Linked DNA regions of Mus musculus: all the other regions are linked to region 5. The links are chromatin contacts, called in public HiChIP or PLAC-seq and promoter capture Hi-C maps. All regions are on one chromosome and are shown on one strand. Each heading gives the region's core, a stretch centred on a gene start, on an enhancer-like site or on the middle of the called end of the contact. The rest is flanking DNA. Distances are from core to core; before and after follow the strand shown. Region 1 holds the start of Med18 (mediator complex subunit 18). Region 2 holds the start of Phactr4 (phosphatase and actin regulator 4). Region 3 overlaps Slc9a1 (solute carrier family 9 (sodium/hydrogen exchanger), member 1). Region 4 overlaps Wdtc1 (WD and tetratricopeptide repeats 1). Region 5 holds the start of Fam76a (family with sequence similarity 76, member A). Region 6 holds the start of Slc9a1 (solute carrier family 9 (sodium/hydrogen exchanger), member 1). Region 7 holds the start of Wdtc1 (WD and tetratricopeptide repeats 1).

Region 1 (2,748 bases), core at 74-2,573, 460 kb after region 5:
CTTTGGGGAAATGTTAAGGAGGGAGGGGTCCTGAAAGATTAAGGGTGCCTCACTCTATGTCCCTTATGTGTTTGGCATATGTACAGAGTTCAATAAGTACTTGTTGAATTTAAAATCCTTATCTATCTATCTATCTATCTATCTATCTATCTATCTATCTAATGTATATGTGTGCCTAGATATATGTGTACCATGTATGTCCTTTAGCATGGATGCCAGATGAGGGTGTCAGATCCCTTGGAACTAGAGTGGCAGGTGGTTGTGAGTCACATGATATGGGTGTTAGGGCTGAACCCAGGTCCTCTGAATAACAGCAAGTGCTCTAAACTGCTTAGCCATCTTCCCAGCCCCTAGTTATTTATTTATATTTTGTGTTATGAGTGTTTTTGCAAGTGTGTATGCATGTCTACCACACGGATGCAGTGACTGATGTAGTCAGACAAGGTAATAGAGCCCCTGGAAAGGAAATTATAAATGGTTGTTAGCCACTATGTGGGAGTTTGGGACCTCTGAGAGAGCAGCAGGGGCTATTAACTGCTCAGCCATCTCTCTAGCCCTTATTAATTAACTTATTTATTTATTTATTTATTTATTTATTTATTAAAAACCTCACAATATTGTTTAAGCGTTGAATGGCTCTGCTGGAGAGATCCTTACCACAGCTTCCCAAGGTTCTCAGATTTGAACTGTGCCTGGTCCCATGTATTTAAAGTTATGGTATGCACTGTAAATTGAACAAGTTTGCTGTTGTTTTGTATTAAACTTATGGCCTTGCACATGTCAGACAAGGCTCTAGCACTGAGCTGTTTCTCCAGACCCTTGAAAGCACACAAAATATTGTTCCTGCTGAGGTCTATATATAAATACACAACGCTGTGGTTAGCGTTTCCGATTTACAACATACCCCTTCCTTTTCTTTTTCTTTAATTTAATTTTTAACTTATTCATTTTACATCTCTTTCACTGCCAGCCCCGCCACCTCCGCCTCCCTTCTTTTTCAATGTGACTCTCCTTCCTCGCTCCCCCCAGTGGCTGAGTTCAAAATTTAAATATGGTATCCAATCGGCTTTATGAGATCTGATCAAAACATCCAGGTCGTCGAAGCTGAAAAAAAAAAAAAAAAAAAAAAAAACGTATCCTAGAGCTGTCCTATGACAGTCACCTTCCACGGTACCACTCTAGACTAGGACCCCAAAGCAACAGCAGCCCCGAACCTTGCGCGTGCGCTCTTGCACACCGGTGCCAGAAGGCGGGCGCGTTCCTTGCCCTCTCGGCACCCTTACTTTTCGGGGCGGTAGCGGAGAAGTTTCCTGTCCCTCAGCTTCCTACCGGAAGTGCTGAAGGGAGAGTTTGGCGGTTTCTCTGGCTCTGCGCTGGCGGCATTTGGGGGTGCGGATTGCGGGTGTGCACGCGTGGATTTAATTCCAGCTTTACAAGGATCTGTAGCGCGGACGGAGACGTGTTGCTAGTGTAAGTGCACACGTGTCCCGGCTGCCCGCGTGGGAGGACCGGGACAGTCACTCTAACTTCATATTTCCCGCCTGGCTCATTTGCAGAGGCGTTCTCATAAAGGCAGAACCAGTTCTAGTTACATCGCTCGTGTGCCCTGGGGCCTTTCCCTGAGTCTGCATGGCCTCCGCATAGAGTGAAGGGTGGACAAGGTCCTTAGGTCTCCCTCGGATCTTTTCTTTTGTTTTTTCTTTGAGACAGTCTCACTGTGATGCCCTAATTGGCCGGGATTTGCTATATAGACCAGTCTAGCCCGAAGCTGCAGCCGTCCTTCTAACTCTGTCCCCAAGTATTGAGATTACAGATGTTCCCCCCAACACAGCCGGTTTTTATTTCTTTATGTTTGGAAACGAGGCCTCTCAGTGTAGCCCAGTGTAGTTACCATTTTTGAATATGAATGTCGGTTTCTTTCGAGCCAGGTAGTGGGTGGGGGAGACGAGGGCTGTGGGGTTAAACACCCTTGGTCTTATTTTAAACGAGACAGTAGGTTTCGGAACAAGAGGTTACATAGCTGCCTCGAGATTACATAGAAAAACGTTTATAAGGTTCAGAACTTGATACTAGATGGCTATTCCGTATCTCCGGAGCTAGAACCCCTCTTATTCCCGAGTCACCCGTTCTTGGAACCGGCTGTATAAGCAGATGTGCAAAGTTAAGACTGAATGAGCTTTGGTTTCAAGGCCACTGCCGCAGCAAACAGGGTATGGACAAGTGTGACTTTTCCAGGTGGATCCTGTGCTTCTCCGGTTGGAAGATCTGTTTGCAGTTCTGTTGTCTTGAACCTAATTAGAGGCATCATGGAGGCGCCTCCAGTCACCATGATGCCCGTCACTGGGGGCACCATTAACATGATGGAGTACCTCCTGCAGGGTAAGTCAGCCAAGGAGCTTGTGTTACCAAGTTTTCAGTTTTTTCTGGCTAGAGCAAGTTGAGATGACTTATAGGCAACTGTAGGGTTCCTGTAACTGTGTTTAAAAGAGGGTGGGTGGGAAGATGGCTCAATGGCCAGAAACTCACTCTGTAGACCCTTCTGGCTGCAGGGGCCTGGGATTATAGATATTTACCACTATTGTCCTATTGTCTGTTCTCTCTCTCTCTCTCCCTCTCTCCCTCTCTCTCTCCCTCCCTCCCTTGCTCTTTCTTTCTTTCTTTCTTTCTTTCCTCTATTTTTGTTTGTCTCCGTATAGTTCTCGCTGTCTATAGACCAGGCTGGCCTCGAACTCAGAATTCAGAGGTCCA
Region 2 (2,700 bases), core at 108-2,607, 500 kb after region 5:
TAAATATTTATTTTTTATTAATTCCAGTTGTGTGTAGGTGAGTATTTGCATGCAGTATGTGCACATGAGTGCAAGTGCTCACATAGCCAGAGGTTCACAACCCTTGGAGCTGTAGTTAGAGTTGTGAGCTACCTGATATATAGTGCTGGGAACAGAACTCAGCCCCTTTAAAGAACAGCAAGTTCTTAACCACTGAGCCATCTCTCCAGCCATTATTATTATTGTTGTTGTTGTCATCGTCGTTGTCACTGTTGTTATTATTATATTACCAGACAGCAGCTGGCTGGCCTGCATTGGTTTTTGTTGGGTTTGTTTGTTTTGAGACAGGGTCTCACTATGTAATTCTGGTTGGCTTGGCCTGGAACTTTGTAGATCAAACTGATTTTGAACTCAGCAATAATCCAACCCTTGTCTCCAGAGCATTTAGGAATACTGGTGTGTGACACCACAACTGGGTTGTAATTTATTGCTTTTTTTTTTTTTTTTTTTTTTTGGTTTTTTGAGACAGGGTTTCTCTATATAGCCCTGGCTGTCCTGGAACTCACTTTGTAGACCAGGCTGGCCTCGAACTCAGAAATCCACCTGTCTCTGCCTCCCAAATGCTGGGATTAAAGGCATGCACCACCACTGCCCGGCGTATTGATATTTTTAATGTTATAGATTGCGTATTTGAAAGGTATAAGTTTTTCTATGTTTCCCTCTGTATGTATCGTATGTATACTTTTCCGTCTAAGATGGGTGTAACCCATGGGTTTGGCATTTAAAAAGATCCTCCAGCAGTGGCAAGAAGGGGGTCTGGAGGGTGATATAGCCCTGGAGGTTGGAATGAGTGCCACTTAGAAACAGATGGTGGCTTCTACTAGGTAATCGTTAGTGGGAAAAAAATTTAGTTGGGAGGGGGGGGGTGTAGAATGTCTGCGCTTAATAGGCTGGGTTCTGTACTTTCACAAAACACCGCGGGTAACTTGTTTGTAAGTTTTTTGCACTTAAAACTGGTTATCAATAGTTTGAAACAAACTGGACTTCTTTTGTAGAGCACAACACACACATCCTTTCTTGGGCATCGCCGGGAGAGTCTGTTCCCGAACGTGTCCTCCCAAGTCCCGAGACCTTCCCCTTGCTCAGAACTGGGCAAGGTGCCCAAATCCGTTTATATGCAGTGCACCGGACTCTGGCGGCGCATGCCCAGATCGGCAGAGTAGGGGTCAGGCGCCTCGCAGCGGAGGGCCGGCAGTTCCCGCCATTTTGTCCCGCTCGCCACACCGCTGGCCACTGCAGTGGACTACAAGTCCCGTGAGGCTCCGCGGCGGCACTTCCTACCCTCCTCACTGTCCGGCCCGCTCCCTCCGCCCCCCCTCCCCTGGGGCCGAAGGCTCTGGCTGGAGCCAGGCGGCCAGAGACCAGGTAGGATTTCCGGGAGAAAGTGCTGGGGAACCCGAGGAGGCAGCGGCGACTTGGGTAAGTTCCCCAAACTTGGGAAAGTGAGCACCTCCCGCGCGCGCGCAGCAGCGGCAGGCTCGGCTCGACTAGGGGTCGCGGGCCGAGCCTGGGTGGGGGGTTAACGGCGCCCGCGGCGGTCAGTGCAGCCAGGGCGTGGCGGGCGGTAGCCTCCTCCCTCCTCGGCCCTCCCACAACGGTCCCGCGGCGGTGTCCCCGCCTGTGGCCGGCCGGCGCACACTCGCGCTCTCCGCCCCCCAGCCTCCGCGGGGCCCTTTTGTCTGCGCCGCTTTTCCCCCTTTTGTGGCAGTGCACGGAGTCGCGGTCTCCAGGGGAGCCCGCACGTCCTGCTGGGGACTGCGCCCTGGGGATCTGGTTACTGTAACTGGATCGGGTCAAAGTCCATCTTTCAAAAGTGACCTCCCTCAGACCTCTGCATCCTGGCTGAGCAGAGAAGAGACTTAGGAGTCTGGCATAGTTTCAGTGGAAACCTGGAAGTTATTGTCCAACTTCTTTCTTAAATGTCAGCCTCCGGTAGCTAGGGATCAAAACTCAAGGCGCTAAGGCGCTTTTCTCCTCCAGTGGATGGAGTCTAAGAAAAAGAAGTGAGACTTGGAGCCTCAATCCCGGAAACCGAGAAAGAGTGGAAATTTGCTGCGATACGTGTGGCAGCTGGGATGGAGGGGTTGGGTGATTGTGGAGTGTGTGTGTGTGTGGGGGGGGGGGGGGGGTGCGGCGGCGGCCGCAAAGAACTCAAGCGAATCATTGCCTCGGAAACCTGAAAATTGGAGCAGAGTGATTACCAGGACATCATTCATTGCCTGCAGTCTTCGGCACTTCATTTTCCCACGCTGCTCCTCGACTCTCCAGAATACATCCCTTTCTCTTTTTTTAAACAACAACTCCACAAAGAAAAACTCAGCTCACTGAAAGCACCTGCTTTGTAGAAAAACCTAGATACCCAGTAGATTCTAGAAAGCATTAAAAAAAAAAAGGTTGAAAAAAAAAAGGCGATAAAATATGTATTTACTGGACACCGATGAATTGTGTGGATTTGATCCAGTTTGGTTAGATAGTGGTAACTGTATGTTCCGTCGAAGAACGAATCTTGAGACTTAGCATAGGGGTAAAGCTTTTATAAAGGCCAAGGTAGAGATCCTTTGAAAAATCGATTAGTATTTCAAATTCCTTGAGTGAAGACAGTTGGGACTCCTTTGAGTCAGGAAAGGTGTTTTGAGACGAAATTTCCACCCTAGACATGTA
Region 3 (2,700 bases), core at 53-2,552, 470 kb before region 5:
TTTGTATGCTCATTTCACCTCCCCAGCTCTGCGCAGGAGGTCCACGTAGCTGAGAATGAAGGAGCCGACTTCTCTCTCTCCCATTGCACTCACGGGATTCTAGACTTAGTCTAGAATCTCCAAAGGCTCTGAAATCTGACTTGCTCCTTACATGGTCTGACCACAGGCTACGAGCAGAGCTGGTGTAGGAGGAGAGATGATCAGGTCCTAGCGCTCTGAGGTGCCATGCCCTCCTTCAGGACCTGTCTACTGACTGGCCTGAATCTGAGCACAGCCCCTCCCCCTTAGAGGCTCTCCTAGGCTGGTACTCCAACAGCAATGGTGTGGCAAGAGCTGCTTTGCTGGGGAGCTCTGATCTACTGTCTCTCAGTCCCAGGCTGAGGGACAGATAAGCAGAAATCTGCTTTGCGCAGATGCCTCTGCAGCTAGCTCAGTCTTAAACATCTCCCTAATACCCCAGTGCAGGTCAGACCATGTCACCCTGCTCCTGATGGGACCACACAACACTTAGTACTGACTCTAGCAGCCAACCCAAGACCCAGCAGAGGTCTGGCCCTGTCTCCTCCACTCTCTCTTCACACTTCTCTAATCACACTCTCTTCAGGACCCTGGTCTTTGAAGAGCGGACTGCTTCTTTCCTGTCACTCAGCTGCCTCCTTGGAGAGCCTTCAGACCTATGTTTATTTCCTTTATACACATACTCCTGTCTGACATTGTTGGATTTACTGTTCAACACTCCATACTTGGATGTGAGCCCTTTGACACCAAATCCTCTTCTGCCTTGATGCTGGCTGCATCCTAAGGAAACGGACACAAAGAGGATGGAACTGGCTGGGAAGGTTTGTACTGACATTAACTAGCCTGGGTGATCAGGAAGGCCACTCTGGGGACATGTGACTTGAAGGAAAATGCTAGTTTGAGGCGGTATACAGACGGTGTTCTAGGTTAGGGGACAAGCAGACACTACAGTCTCAGGGGGAAGCGGGCTGGCAAGGGAAACAGGACATGACATTGAGAATGGTATAAGCTATAGCTCTGAGATTGTGTCTCAAGTTCAAAAGGAAGCATCAAAAAGAGCTTCAGCAGGGAACACCATGTTCCGGTTTACATCCTACAAACTCCTCGCTGCTCTATGGTCACCTCATTACAGCCAGCGCTGGGGGCCAGAGTCACCACAGGGTGCTCAGGCAGGGACAGAGAGACTAGGTGTGGAAGGAATGAAGAGCAGCCCGTGACCTAGGCTACAGTCCCCACAGGCTGGAGCTCCAGCTGCTCAGCAACCCAGTGTAACCCAACCTACTTAATAATGTCGCTTCCCGCTATGCCAGCGCAGATTCTTTCAGCTGGGCGTCTACTCATGTCAGCAGCTCAGTCTTGGCCAGTGTCCCAGGCCTCCTGATTTGATGCCTCTTTCCTACGGGATCTGCTCACTGGTCTTCCCAGCCACATCTCTTCCCTCTCTAGAGGCTTCCCATGTGCAGCAATCTCCAAGTTACCCAGTGTCGGTTTCCTGAGATAGTTATAAGCCGGCTAAAGGCAAACACTGCAGCATGCTCGGCTCAGGGTCATCGTGAAATGGACAACCATGCACTAAGTGGAATCCTCAGCACAAGACCAGGAACTGGCGAGAGCAGTCACGGCGGCTCCCTAGCCTGGTCCAGGGCAACACACGTCATAGACTCTCACCAACCCTGACAATGGCTTCTGCTTTCCCTGCTGGCTGTTTGGTGGAAGGATTGGCACTGTCCCAGTGGGTTTCAAAAGCAAAGGGCAATCTGGACTGGTGGCTTACTCATGAACACAGCAGTCAGTAGGGTAAGGCAAGAGCCTGCTGTGAGTTCAAGGACAGACTGGGCTACAGCGCTAGAGGCAGTCTTTTTTTTTTTATTTAAGATTTATTTATTTATTTATTATATGTAAGTACACTGTAGCTGTCTTCAGATATCCCAGAAGAGGGCATCAGATCTCATTACAGATGGTTGTGAGCCACCATGTGGTTGCTGGGATTTGAACTCAGGACCTTCAGAAGAGCAGTCAGTGCTCTTAACCACTGAGCCACCTCTCCAGCCCTAAATGGTATCTTTTTTTTTTTTTTTTTTTTTGGTTTTTCGAGACAGGGTTTCTCTGTATAGCCCTGGCTGTCCTGGAACTCACTTTGTAGATCAGGCTGGCCTCGAACTCAGAGATCCACCTGCCTCTGCCTCCCGAGTGCTGGGATTAAAGGCGTGCGCCACCACGCCCTGGCTGAGGCAGTCTTTTTTTAAGCAAATGCAATCAGCATCACTTGGGGCTCTTTCCATCATCACCTCACGGCCGTGCCTTCCTCCCACTCTCTGTCAGAGAGCAAACCAACACTTCCCCTTCAGGACCTAGGTCAATGCTCTGAAAGTGAGTCACCCCCTCCAACACACACACACACACACACACACACACACACACACACTCACATTCATATATACACACACACTCATACACACACACATTCAAACACACTCACACATATACATACTCACATACACACTCTCACACACACTCATACACACACATACACACACACATTCACACATACTCATACACACACTAACTCACACATTCACATGAGTTCGATGCACATATACATAACACATACACACATTCACACATACTCACACACGCACACACATACTCACATACACACTCTCACACACACTCATACACACA
Region 4 (2,711 bases), core at 94-2,593, 390 kb before region 5:
ATGGGTTGGTTCTCGGCTACCTACACTAGCTTAAGGGCCTAAGCAGTGCTCTGACCTGGTCTTAGTCATACAAATAGCATAGGGCTTTTTTAGGCTATTAGCCACCTCTGGTCCTGGTTGCGGGGCCTTGGGGAGGCCCTGGCTGTGAGGGTCATTTAGACTACTAGCCACCTCTTGTCCTGATTGTAGTAGCTTAACATGACCTGGCCCAACAGATAACACAAGATGAAAGAACAGGTTTTACATCTTTGCTTGGAAGGACAATCCTGCATGCTTATCATTCGTTGTTTCTTTGGAGATCTGTGGGTGCAGAGCCTTGGTGCCCCACTCCCAGAAGCAGGGTTTTTGCACTGAGGTGACCTGTCGCTGGGCACATTGGATCTGAAGTGACCTGTGAGGAAAGGGCTTGTCAGCCCTGCCGTTGTATATTTATTTATATCTGTGGGCCCACGAGTGTGCGGCTGTCTCCTTAAGAGCAGTGACTCTACCTGAAACCAGAGCCACCTCAGGGAGCTCTGAGCCTCATCACCCTGAGTTCTGCCTCACTCCCTCTCTCTCACCTCTGCGGGTGAGTGCCTGGGATTGTTCTAGAAGCAGAACAACTGGAGCTTGGTTTGTGGTTCTGATGTGTGGGAAAGACGCTGCAGTACGTCTGTGGTCACCTTCCAAGATTATATTTTGACAGTAGTTGTTCACAACCTTCTAGTGTTTTTAGTGTTAAGATTTTATTTATTTTATGTATATGAGTACACTGTAGCTGTACAGATGGTTGTGAACCTTCATGTGGTTGTTGGGAATTGAATTTAGGACCTCTGCTCTCTCTGGTCGGCCTCGCTTGCTTAATCCCTGCTTGCTCTGGCCCAAAGATTTATTATTATAAATAAAGACAAGTACACTGTACCTGTCTTCAGACACACCAGAAGAGGGTGTCAGATCTCATTACAGATGTTTGTGAGCCACCATGTGGTTGCTAGGATTTGAACTCAGGACCTTCAGAAGAGCAGCCGTCCCTCTTACCTGCTAAGCCATCTCACCAGCCCAGTTTTGGTGGTTTAAATAAAACACCTCTTTTTCTTTTTTGTTTTTGGTGGTGGTGGTAGGTTTTTTGTTTTTGGTTTTGTTTTGTTTGTTTGTTTGTTTGTTTGTTTGTTTGGGATAGGATTTCACTGTGCAACAGTTTTGGCTGTCCTGGAACTTGCTTTGTAAAGACTAAGCTGGCCTTGAACACACAGAGATCTGCTTGGCTCTGCCTCCTGAGTGCTGGGATTAAAGGGGTGCACCACCACCACCCACTAAAAATACATTTTCAGCAATGTATTATGATATAGGTGTGTGATATGGGACGGGGGAATGTGAGGAAGCCAAAGGACAGCTTGGTGGAGTTGATCCTCTCCTTCCTTTTTATGGGACCCCAGGCTTGATTTCAAGTCACCAGGCTTGTGTGGCAAGTGCCATCACCCACTGCACTCTTTCCAGTTTGTTTAAGAAAAGCCTCCTTTTCCATGGACTTAGTGAAAACACTGCCTCTGGGCATTCATCATATTCCGTCCAGGCGCTCCCCCTGGTGGCAGCTGCGGCACATTGCAAGCAAGGCAGCACTGAGGGCTTACTTCACCTATTTTTGCTGTGGCTGGAATCTATGCTGCCTCCAGACAAGAATAAAGATTGAGGCATGCCCCTAAAAATAAGTTTATATATTCCTATTTCTAAGTGACAAAGCAGAAGAGCATTTTTGTTTTCTCTTCCAAATAAAAATCAAAAGGGAGAGCTGGGATATAGCTCTGTGGTAGAGCAGCTGCCTGCCTTTCTCCATGCCAGTATCTGATCTGTCTTCAGTACAGGGAAGGAAGGAGGGGAGATAGACAAACAGACACACACAAAGGGACAGGGAGGGAGAGAGGTTTTCTTCGTGTCATCTGGAATGTTACGTTCTTCACTTGACTGGGGTGATGGTAGTAGTCTTATAGTGGCCAGCCCTTCTCCACAGCCCAACATCTGCACTCTTCCCACTGTTTGCTCTATAAGGAGTATTTGGCTGAACATTTTTTGCCTAGATCCCATTTTCTCTTTTGGATCCTTTGGATCTTTCATAGAATTAGGAGTTTAGGTCAAAAGATGGGAATTGCTTTTTAATCCAAACCTGGATGGCCGGACATGTGGATGAACTGAGATGTAGGTGGGTGGGTGGGTGGGTGGATATATAAAGCCCCAGTCTGGGTTTGAACAGCCTTGCGGTGTTCTGAAACTCAGTGGTTGGTTGCTTGCTCTGCTTTATTTTGGTGCTAGAATTGAACCTAGAACATCAAGGATGTCACACATGTGGTCTGCCAGTAAGCTATGCCCTTAGCCATGACCCTTAAAGGTTTCTCCTTCTCCTATGCTCAGGATTAAACTTTGGTTTTTACACATACTAAGTGGGTGCTCACCTCGAAGAGACACACCCAGCCCCTAATTTGGGAATTCTTAGTAAGGGATAGCGAGAATTATCATCCACTCAGTTCCTATCTGGAGAGGAGTCAGAAAAAAGGGCTCCTTAGGCAGCGCAGCTCGGCGTGCATGGTGACCACTCCGACTGCACGAAGTGCAGATCCTGACTGAACTTCTGTGCTGATCGGCTGCTGCTCGATAGCCAGGCTCACTTTGGTGAGCTCTTACAAACTTAGTGATACGAGAGGGAGAAGGCGCGCTGACACCCAGGCCATTCTCCTTCA
Region 5 (2,792 bases), core at 48-2,547:
AACAGATGGTTCTGAGCCTTCATGTGGTTGCTGGGAATTGAACTCAGGACCTCTGCTGGCTCCAGCCTTGCTGGCTCCAGCCCCAAGATTTATTTATTATTATATGTAAGTACACTGTTGCTATCTTCAGACACACACTAGAAGAGGGCATCAGACCCCATTACAGATGGTTATGAGCCACCATGTGGTTGCTGGGAATTGAACTTAGGACCCTTGGAAGACAGTCAGCGCTGAGCCATCTCTCCAGCCCCACAAACACATTTACAAGTAAAAATAACTTTTAAAAAAGGTTTATTGTATGAATGATCATCGATATTTTCTATTCCTTTCTTTCCTCTCACTTCCTATGCCCTACCTCTTTTTCTTTCTCCAGTGCTAGAGATCAAACCAATCCCTAAGTCTCACACACACTAGAACGGACAGATCAATTAGCTCCATATTAAGTGAGGGGGACACAGAGACACACACACAAACTAAAATGTATTAAAGGTTTTGGGTCATGTACAGATGGCCTCCATACACACACAGCCAACCGATCTCAAGAGTATCATGGCCACCGTGTTCCTATTGCCTTTAATTCTAGCTTCAGGTCTCTACTGTTTTACCATTTTACAACTGCCCATCTTTTGTAAGTGCACGTGAGTGCAGGTGCCTGCTGAGTTAAGAGGCATCAGGGATAGCCCTGCAGCTGGAGTTACAGGCGATCTGAGCCTCCAGATGTGGGTGCTGGGAACCAAACTTTGCAAAAGCAGCATTCGGAGCCTTCTCTCCAGCCCATAGAGGACACTCATTTAATATCCTGCTTTTCCCCTCCGCCTGCTCCAAAGATAGACTTTCCTCCTTGGTTGCCAGTGGGTTTAAACTCCGGATGGTCTCGTAGTTCGAATCCGACGTTGCCCGACTGTCACCCCAATCCCACACTCCTTCGGCTAGCGGGAAGCTCCACGGCAACCCAAAACATCACAACTTCATCGAGTATCGCGAGAAGCTCCAATGCTCCCGCAGCCCCCGGAGAGGCGGAGCGAGGGCGGAGCCTCAGCGGGCAGGTGGGCGGAGCCCGAGGGCTTCCGCTATCCTACTCGGAAGACGCTCTTTTCAGGCGGCGCCCCCGCGTGACTGCGCTTTACATAATCGCGGCCCCGAGCGTCACAGTGGCGTAGTCCAACCCGGACCGAATCAGAGCCGTCGGGAACTCCACGTTCCGCCCCCTCCCGCGTGATCGACGTCCACGCGAGCCAGCGAACGGCCTCTGAGCACCGGAGAGCCCGCCCCTGCGCCCGCGGCCCGCCCTCGCCCGCCCGCCCTCCGCAGCCCGCGGCCCGGCCGCCGCCGCCAGGTTGTGCCTGAGACTGTCAGATAAAGCGGCGGGCCGGCGGGAGGGGCGGCGGCGATCACGGCCCGGGCCGGACATGGCGGCGCTGTACGCCTGCACCAAGTGCCACCAGCGCTTCCCCTTCGAGGCGCTGTCTCAGGGGCAGCAGCTGTGCAAGGTGCGCGGGCTGGGGCGGCGGCCGGGAGCTGGGGACGCTCCAGGCGCGGTTCGGAACTCTCGGTCCAGCGAGGACGGCTGCCGGGGTCCCCTCGGGCAGGGTGTGGCCGGCCCGTTTTGCGGACGAGCTGAGCCGGGCCCGCAGAGGACTGCAGGGTACTTGTGGGAGCCCCGGGCGGAGTCCAGGCCCTGGCAGCCGGCGTGTCCTGGTGCTTAGCAACGGCTGGGGTTTCTTCTCCGACCTGGTGAGGTCGCGGGAGGGGACAGCTCCCCTGTTTGTCCCCGACTGGCCCCCCGGGAAGATTTCCTTGGACCGCCTTCTCTTCTGATGTGGTCGTCTTGAGTGTAGAATGACGGTCCAGAGATTTCCCTTGTCCTGGATGAGATTGAACCCCGGAATCAGGTGCTGCTTGTGAGGAGTGTTTTGAACTCTGGACACTTCGTGGGCACTTTACAGCCGATCTCAAAGTTAGAGGTGGCAAGGCTTTATTAGGGAAAATGAAAAAAGTACCCCAACAGTGTCTTGGAACACACACGAACAGGGTGACTTTTTAGCATCTAATTGGTAGCCTTCCTCCTCATCCTAAGCATTTTTTAACCCCTGAAATGCCAGCGTTTTTATATATAACTTCCTCCCACCTCGTCGGTTCAAGAGAGCAACAGTTAAGTCGGCAAGCTCGTGCAGAGTTGCCGTTGACAGATCCTCAGATATTTCAGATACAGAATGTGTGTCTGTGTCCGTCCGCTGTGTGTAGTTCACCTCCCCGCGTCCCCCCAAAAAGATGCCCACATACTTTCCTTAAGCCACTTGGGTTTACTGAGTCCGAAAGATAGTGTTTGAAGGCCCCCTTGGACATAAAAACTTTGATCTAAACATTTTTCTTGTTTGTTTCCGAGGCAGGGTCATATAACTTGTAGCTCTGGCTGTCTTTGAACTCTCAGAGATCTATCTGACTGCCTCTGTCTTCCAAACGCTGGGATTAAAGTCGTGTACTGTTGCTCAGTCTAAGGCTGTATGATTCTTTGTTGTTATTTTTGTTTTTTGTTTTTCCAAGACAGGGTTTCTCTGTATAGCCCTGGCTGTCCTGAAACTCACTTTGTAGACCAGGCAGGCCTCGAACTCAGAAAATCCTGAACTCGGCCTCCTGAGTGCTGGGATTAAAGGCATGTGCCACCACCTCCCGGCTCTTTTTTTTTTTTTTTTTTTTTTTTAAAGGAAGTTCAATAAACAAGACAGCTTTAATCTTTTGCCTTCGTATCACAAGTGATCCTTCTCATTATCCCACAACAGCAGACGGACCAG
Region 6 (2,700 bases), core at 58-2,557, 450 kb before region 5:
AAAAGGAGGGAGAGGCTGCCCGCCCGCGTTGCAGAAGTGGTTCATTCAGAGCCTGAGAAGCAGAACCTGGTAACAAGTGGGGCAAGAAGCTCACCTATCTGGTGGTGGCAGCAACAGCACCATCATGCACTTACCTATCTTCATGAGGCAGGCCAGGAGAATCCAGAGGGAGATCTCAAAGGGTGTGCGCACGTGAGGGTAGTCAATGTCCAGGACTGGGAAGGCCTTCCGAGATGGCTTACCGCCATGTTCAATGATTAAGTTGGTCAAATTGTGGTCATCTGGGCGATGGAGAGGCTCTGATGGTGCCGTGGTGACATCCCCAATTGAGCGTTCCCGGGGTGGTTCAGAACCTCTGATGGTGCTGGCAGTAGGGCTGTGCTGGAGGCCGTGGCTCCTGAGAACAGGTAGCAGTCCCACCAAGGCAACCACCACCAGCAAGGAGGGGAAGATCCGAGGTGGATGAAATCCCCAGACGCCGGACCACCGAAGCATCATACTGATCCCCCAGCCTAGGAGGCCTCAGCCCTTAGCGAAGTGCGTGTAAGACCTGGGACATAGGTAGCAAGGAGTCCTGCAGATGGGGTGAGACTGGGGCAATCTCTAGGAAAAGTTCATGTTTTAGAGAAGTATTTTCGTTTTCTAGAGATTCACAATCTCAAAGTCCAAACTGCAAAAAGGGGTTAAGTACCTTGGAGGGACTAAGGAGGAAACCGAAAGGATCTAGAACTTCAGGCTGAGAGAAGGAAATCGGGGAAACTGCGTCCTGAAGAGAGGGGAAGGGCCGGATAGGCTGGACCACGGGCAAGGGAAAGGAGGAAGAAGGATAGGACCTTTGGCTAAGGAAAATCACCAGGGTGCTGGAACTCGGCTAAAGGGGAGGGGTAAGGAGCCTGGGCTAAAGACGGAAAAGGGTGAGACCCACTCCGCAGGGAAAGGCGAGAGAAGGCTGGAAGGCCAGCCTGGGATAAAGGAGTATAGCAGGAAAAAGGCTGGGGCTTTCCCACCCACAGGAGAGCCAGGGTCCAGCCGCGCCGGGCTGAGATTCCGGGGAAATGGAGGGAGGCGGAAGACAGAGGCAGACGGCCTGGCGGGAAGGTGCCTCGGCGCAGGCTGGAGGCGGCTCGCAGTGAGCCAGCAGCAACACACCCCTCCTTAAGACCCCGGTGCAGAGCTGTGTTCCACCCCGGCCCAGCGGCAGCTCCTTCGGTCAGCTCCAGCTCCACTTCCAGACCTGACACAGCCCCGGGTCCCGCGGTAGCGGACTGATGCCTCGCTGAGCACAGCGCAGCCATTTATAGGCACCAACGAGTAGCAGGCGCAGCAAGCTAGAGAGACCTGTCAGCGCCCGCGCGGTGCAGCGGCCCCTGTCGCCCAGGGAAGGAAGTGTCACGTAAGAAGAGGAAGCCGAGACCTAAATTGGAAAAAAAAAAAAAAAAAAAAAAGTACAATCTAACACGAGTGACATACTGTACTATCTACAAAGTGTTTTCTTGTTAGCATGTGACTTTGAACAAGTTATTTAGCCTCTCTGTTTCACAGCTTTCTCAACTGTAAGGTGGAGATGGATAGCTATAACAAAAGGATAACAAGATGGTTAAATGAGGTGATCTATGAGAAATGTTTAGAATGAAAGGGATGGGATCGTGGTTCAGAGGTAGAGTGCTTGTCTACCATTGGTTCCTATGCCCAGTGTCACAAAATAAAGTTAAATGAATGAATGAAATGGGCTAGAAATCTGCACTCTGTATGTTCCCAAGCATTGACCTGTGCTGAGGACCGTGTGAGCTGAAATCCGTTCCTGCATCCCAGCCACAGGTGCTTTGATGGCAATGTATTGGCTTCCCTTGACTGTGGCGGCATAACCCCAGCCTCCCTGTATCCGTCTTTAGGTCCAAATTTCCCCCTTTAAAAGGACTCCAAGCAAATTGAATTAGGAATTGGCCCTAATGGCGTACCTTACCTTGATCAACTTCAAAAACCCAATCTGAGCCACGAACGGTGGGAAACTGTAATTCCAGCATTTGGGAAACTAAAGAAAGAGGAATTTTTAACTCAACGTCAGCTTGTGTAACAAAGTGAGTTCTAGACCAGGCTGAGGTCAGTAGGGAGACCCTGTCTCAAAGAGATTTAAAACAACAACAACAACAACAAAACCCCTCATCTAAATAAAGCCACATTCTCGGGCACTGAGGGGTGGGCAGGGGTAGGACTTCAGCTTCTTTTGAAAGGGCGTGTTTCAACTCATAACAGTAGTGAAACAACCAAAAAGTAAGAGGCTGGGTATTGTTTTTGTCTGTCTGTCTATCTGTCTGTCTGTCTGTCTGGTTTAAAGAGAAAAGAAGGATTTTTATTATCTGCAGACAGAAAACAGCTTCCAGAAGGGGCATGTTCTGTTTTGTGCGAAAGGCTACATTCTTACAATGTAGCCCAGCTGGCTTCTAATTTTTGGCAATCCTCCTGCCTCTCCCTCTCAAGTGGGATTACTGGTATGCACCACCACACACAGCCGGAACTGGAATTTGAATGAATGATATTGATTAGAGTTCAGAAAGGTCGAGACATTGTGTCTACATGGTGCAATCATGAGAACTCTTCCCCCCCCCCTCAGAAGTAGGATCTGAACACAGAACCCTGTGCGTGCTAGGTAAGCACACCACCGCTGAGCCCAGACTGAGAAGTTTTTAAATCATTTCAAAT
Region 7 (2,849 bases), core at 336-2,835, 420 kb before region 5:
TGAGTATTCTGTCTCTCCGTGTCTCTGTCTCTGTCTCTGTCTCTCCATACAGCTAAGCAGGAAAGGTCAGGAGGCATGCCCCACAACCTTTCTAGAAGATGAAGACTGACCTGAATTCACAAGAGAAAGAAATCACAAGTGGTCCGAACAGAAATGAGCAAAGACCAGACACTTATGGGAAGAGAAACTTAGGACCAGCACTCTTTTAAAGATTTGTTTATTTTTATGTATATGAGTACACTGTAGCTGTACAGATGGTTATGAACCCTCATGTAGTTGCTGGGAATTGAATTTAGGACCTTAGCTCACTCCAGTCAGCCCTGCTAGCTCCAGCCCAAAGATTCATTTATTATAAATAAGTACAATGTAACTGTCTTAGAGGCACCAGAAGAGGGCATCATATCTCATTATGGATGGTTATGAGCCACCAAGTGGTTGCTGGGATTTGAACTGAGGACCTTCGGAAGAGCAGTCAGTGCTCTTAACCGCTGAGCCATCTCTCCAACCCTGGACCAGCACTCTTAAGTGCTAAATGTTTGTACTTAGTCTCCAGCACTGCCTGGTTTCATTCCTTGTTTTCTAACCAGTTGTGTGACCCTGGGCTAGCATCTTTTTAACTACTTTATGCTTGTTTCTTCTTTTTAAAAACATAGGAACAATTGTATCTATCAAAGAGAGCATGCCCAATACAGTGAAAATAAAAGTGTTATTACTTAGACGTTGGCATACTGTGTATCTGCCACTCTAAGAGAAGAGAAATGTAAGGTGATTGCTTTTGAGTTGAAGCTCCTGGTCTCTCTCCCTTAAGTTATCTTTACTGCCACCTTTGTCACCTTGGAACTCCCTTAGAGAGGAGGGTGTCTCCGTTCTGACTTGGAGCTTGAAAGTCAGAAGAGCAATTACTTGGCTAGTATTAGATAGACCTTGTCTGCCATCGATCTGGGTTCCTAGAGCTCCCAGGTCACTCAACATAGGACCTTTTCCTTCCAGCACCTGAAGATTCGAGCATGGAACCTGTAACTTCAGCAGCCCCCTAGAGCAAGGAGCAGGCTGAGGCTTTGCTCTGGGAGGACTCAGGGTCTTAGCCTTAGGTGTCCCCTAATTTACAGCATCAAAAGCAATTTTGATGAGCTCTTAGCCCTTGGAGGGTCTGTACTGGACCTGGGAGAACATGTGGAATTGGGACTCAGAAAAGGTGTAGTGGGATGGGAGGTGCGTCCAGGTAACTAATGGTAACCGGGCGGGGCAAGTCCACGCCGCAGGACCTCTGCGATGGCGAAAAACTACGACTCCCATGATACTCCAGAGCTGAGCCCCGCTTTTCCGCCCGCCCACTGGCTGCCGTTCCCGCGAGCGGTGAAGCCGATTGGCCCCGGCGAAGTGGGGGGCTCCCCCGCTAGCAGGTTAGTGGGCGCCACCGGCAGCAGACGTTGACCGGGCGCGCGATGGAGGGGGGGTGAGGGTGGCAGAGAGGACTAGGGCCCGCGCTCACTATTCAGGAAACTGCCGAGCGCCATCGCCGTAGCGTAGCCGCGGACCGTGAGACGCGGGGCCGGCGCGGAGACTGCGTGGCGCAGGCGCAGTGCGGGACTTCTCCTGGGTCCCCAGACAGCTGGAGGAGATAAACAGAGGAGGAGGGAGGGGAGTGCGTGTGTGAGAGCGCGCGAGGGAGTGTGAGTGTGTGTGAGCGCGGGTGTGAGGCGGTGCGCAGGGGCGGGCGGAGGCGCTGTCCGGCCCCGGCCAGGCGCCGGGCGGGGAGCATGGGAAGAGGCTAGAGCTGCCCGGGTCCCCAGCCCCCTTCCCGGGATCCGCACCCCTGCTCCCGGGAGAGGGGCCGGGCCCCCCCGGACCGACATGGGCTCCTGAAGTTGCTCCGCTGCTGGTCCTGGGAAGAGACCTGACAGGTACGGGTCGCCGCCGCCCCATCCCCGCCGCAGATGTCGAGTCGGGGACCGGCTCCCAGAGCCCCGGCTCCGGGGCCGTCCGCTCTGGGCCGGCTCCCTGCTTGGGGGCCTGAGCCCGATCGCCTCGGGACTCCGGGGTGTCCCGGGAAGGGGTCAGGCCTCGGCGGCGAGGAAGGGCAGAAAGGGCCGGGGAAGGGAGGCTAGAAGAGGACTGGCTGGGAGGTCGGGGGAGGGGGTGGGGGAAGGCTGTAGGAGTCCCGCAGGCTCCACCGGGGCAGAGGTAGAAGTCGTCCTATCACGGGACTTTTATTTATTTATTTTTTGCGGAGTTTTTGACATCTGATCTGGCGCCGATCGCACTCAGGAAGAAAGGGGCAGGTGGAAGTTTCAAGAGGTCAATGACCTGGTCTGCTCTTTCCGTGTCTCTCTGCCTCTCTTTCCCTCTCTTGCTCTCTGTTTCTGTCACCCCATACTCCTTTTCTTTCTTTCTCTCCTTCTCCTTCCTCTCTCTCTCTCTCTCTCTCTCTCTCTCTATAGAGAGAGAGAGAGAGAGAGAGAGAGAGAGAGAGAGAGAGAGAGAAAGAGAGTGAGTTTTCAGGCTTCTGGCAGTCGCAGATGCCTTCAGTGGCTCATCCTGGCACCAAACTGAACTTTGCCAAGGTGTTTGCATCATCGACTGTAGCGCTAAGTACAAAGGGTCTCTGCTTGGGAGTGGGCTATTAGTACCCACTTCAAAGGGTAAATAAGAATCGGTAGAGATAAACTGCAAACCCGCAGGATCTCTTTCTGAAAAGCTTTAGTGGAGCGTCCCGTCCCACGCCCCACCCCCCACCCCCCATCCCAAGCCCGGTGATTGGAGTTTCTTGGCGACTTATGGTTTGCTCTCCGCTGCAGGTGCATTACCAGGACTAATAAGAATTAAAAAAAAAAAAGTATGAGGGTTTA

The links. HiChIP or PLAC-seq counts read pairs in DNA pulled down with a chosen protein or histone mark. Capture Hi-C pulls out chosen DNA fragments and counts their contacts.
Region 1: a contact with region 5 is called in a promoter capture Hi-C map of adipose tissue. The contact joins the promoter of Med18 here to the promoter of Fam76a in region 5. A contact is called at or near these places in 1 of 39 promoter capture datasets (pre-B cells), 4 of 115 datasets of contacts at active chromatin or transcription factors (embryonic stem cells, intestinal crypt epithelium, memory CD8 T cells and 1 more) and 1 of 9 other capture datasets (adipose tissue).
Region 2: a contact with region 5 is called in a CTCF HiChIP or PLAC-seq map of the NIH/3T3 cell line, with 7 read pairs. The contact joins the promoter of Phactr4 here to the promoter of Fam76a in region 5. A contact is called at or near these places in 5 of 39 promoter capture datasets (the C10 cell line, liver, pre-B cells and 1 more) and 1 of 15 datasets of contacts at CTCF or cohesin (the NIH/3T3 cell line).
Region 3: an H3K4me3 HiChIP or PLAC-seq map of forebrain shows a contact between it and region 5, with 2.8 times the contacts expected there. The contact joins the enhancer-like site here to the promoter of Fam76a in region 5. A contact is called at or near these places in 3 of 115 datasets of contacts at active chromatin or transcription factors (embryonic stem cells, extraembryonic endoderm stem cells and forebrain).
Region 4: a contact with region 5 is called in an H3K4me3 HiChIP or PLAC-seq map of bone marrow-derived macrophages, with 4 times the contacts expected there. The contact joins the enhancer-like site here to the promoter of Fam76a in region 5. A contact is called at or near these places in 5 of 39 promoter capture datasets (hippocampal neurons, liver, neutrophils and 1 more), 1 of 15 datasets of contacts at CTCF or cohesin (large pre-B cells), 17 of 484 Hi-C or Micro-C datasets (the G1E-ER4 cell line, bone marrow-derived macrophages, brain and 11 more), 16 of 115 datasets of contacts at active chromatin or transcription factors (astrocytes, bone marrow-derived macrophages, embryonic basal ganglia and 9 more) and 2 of 9 other capture datasets (adipose tissue and liver).
Region 6: a promoter capture Hi-C map of adipose tissue shows a contact between it and region 5. The contact joins the promoter of Slc9a1 here to the promoter of Fam76a in region 5. A contact is called at or near these places in 5 of 39 promoter capture datasets (embryonic stem cells, erythroid cells, hippocampal neurons and 2 more), 5 of 115 datasets of contacts at active chromatin or transcription factors (double positive thymocytes, embryonic stem cells, fibro-adipogenic progenitors and 1 more) and 2 of 9 other capture datasets (adipose tissue and liver).
Region 7: a contact with region 5 is called in a promoter capture Hi-C map of adipose tissue. The contact joins the promoter of Wdtc1 here to the promoter of Fam76a in region 5. A contact is called at or near these places in 3 of 39 promoter capture datasets (the 3T3-L1 cell line, liver and neural stem cells), 2 of 484 Hi-C or Micro-C datasets (B cells and bone marrow-derived macrophages), 12 of 115 datasets of contacts at active chromatin or transcription factors (the 230-238 cell line, astrocytes, embryonic forebrain and 8 more) and 3 of 9 other capture datasets (adipose tissue, liver and pancreatic islet).

What each region holds. Positions count from the first base shown.
Region 1 is chr4:132,462,496-132,465,243 of GRCm38.p6, reverse strand. Med18 (mediator complex subunit 18) reads left to right here and starts at 1,323. Exons shown (of 3, transcript NM_026039.3): 1 at 1,323-1,470; 2 at 2,236-2,379. The coding sequence starts at 2,307.
Region 2 is chr4:132,421,103-132,423,802 of GRCm38.p6, reverse strand. It overlaps Phactr4 (phosphatase and actin regulator 4), which reads left to right and starts at 1,357. Exons shown (of 13, transcript NM_001161797.1): 1 at 1,357-1,458.
Region 3 is chr4:133,387,978-133,390,677 of GRCm38.p6, reverse strand. All of the region lies in intron 1 of Slc9a1 (solute carrier family 9 (sodium/hydrogen exchanger), member 1), which reads right to left. Among named protein-coding and RNA genes, the nearest start is that of Mir5122, 20 kb to the right of the region's middle. Within about 2 kb of position 1,302, at least 82 of the 459 cell types and tissues checked have an H3K27ac peak or open chromatin away from gene starts, as enhancers often do. A contact at or near this core is called in forebrain, where this site is marked.
Region 4 is chr4:133,308,988-133,311,698 of GRCm38.p6, reverse strand. The region is part of intron 5 of Wdtc1 (WD and tetratricopeptide repeats 1); the gene reads left to right. Among named protein-coding and RNA genes, the nearest start is that of Wdtc1, 29 kb to the left of the region's middle. Within about 2 kb of position 1,343, at least 5 of the 459 cell types and tissues checked have an H3K27ac peak or open chromatin away from gene starts, as enhancers often do. A contact at or near this core is called in bone marrow-derived macrophages and cortical neurons, where this site is marked.
Region 5 is chr4:132,921,056-132,923,847 of GRCm38.p6, reverse strand. Fam76a (family with sequence similarity 76, member A) reads left to right here and starts at 1,297. Exons shown (of 9, transcript NM_145553.2): 1 at 1,297-1,490. The coding sequence starts at 1,410.
Region 6 is chr4:133,368,342-133,371,041 of GRCm38.p6, reverse strand. Slc9a1 (solute carrier family 9 (sodium/hydrogen exchanger), member 1) reads right to left here and starts at 1,307. Exons shown (of 12, transcript NM_016981.3): 1 at 135-1,307. The coding sequence starts at 498. It overlaps Mir5122 (microRNA 5122), which reads right to left and starts at 1,266; the gene lies at 1,178-1,266.
Region 7 is chr4:133,338,051-133,340,899 of GRCm38.p6, reverse strand. Wdtc1 (WD and tetratricopeptide repeats 1) reads left to right here and starts at 1,585. Exons shown (of 16, transcript NM_199306.4): 1 at 1,585-1,904.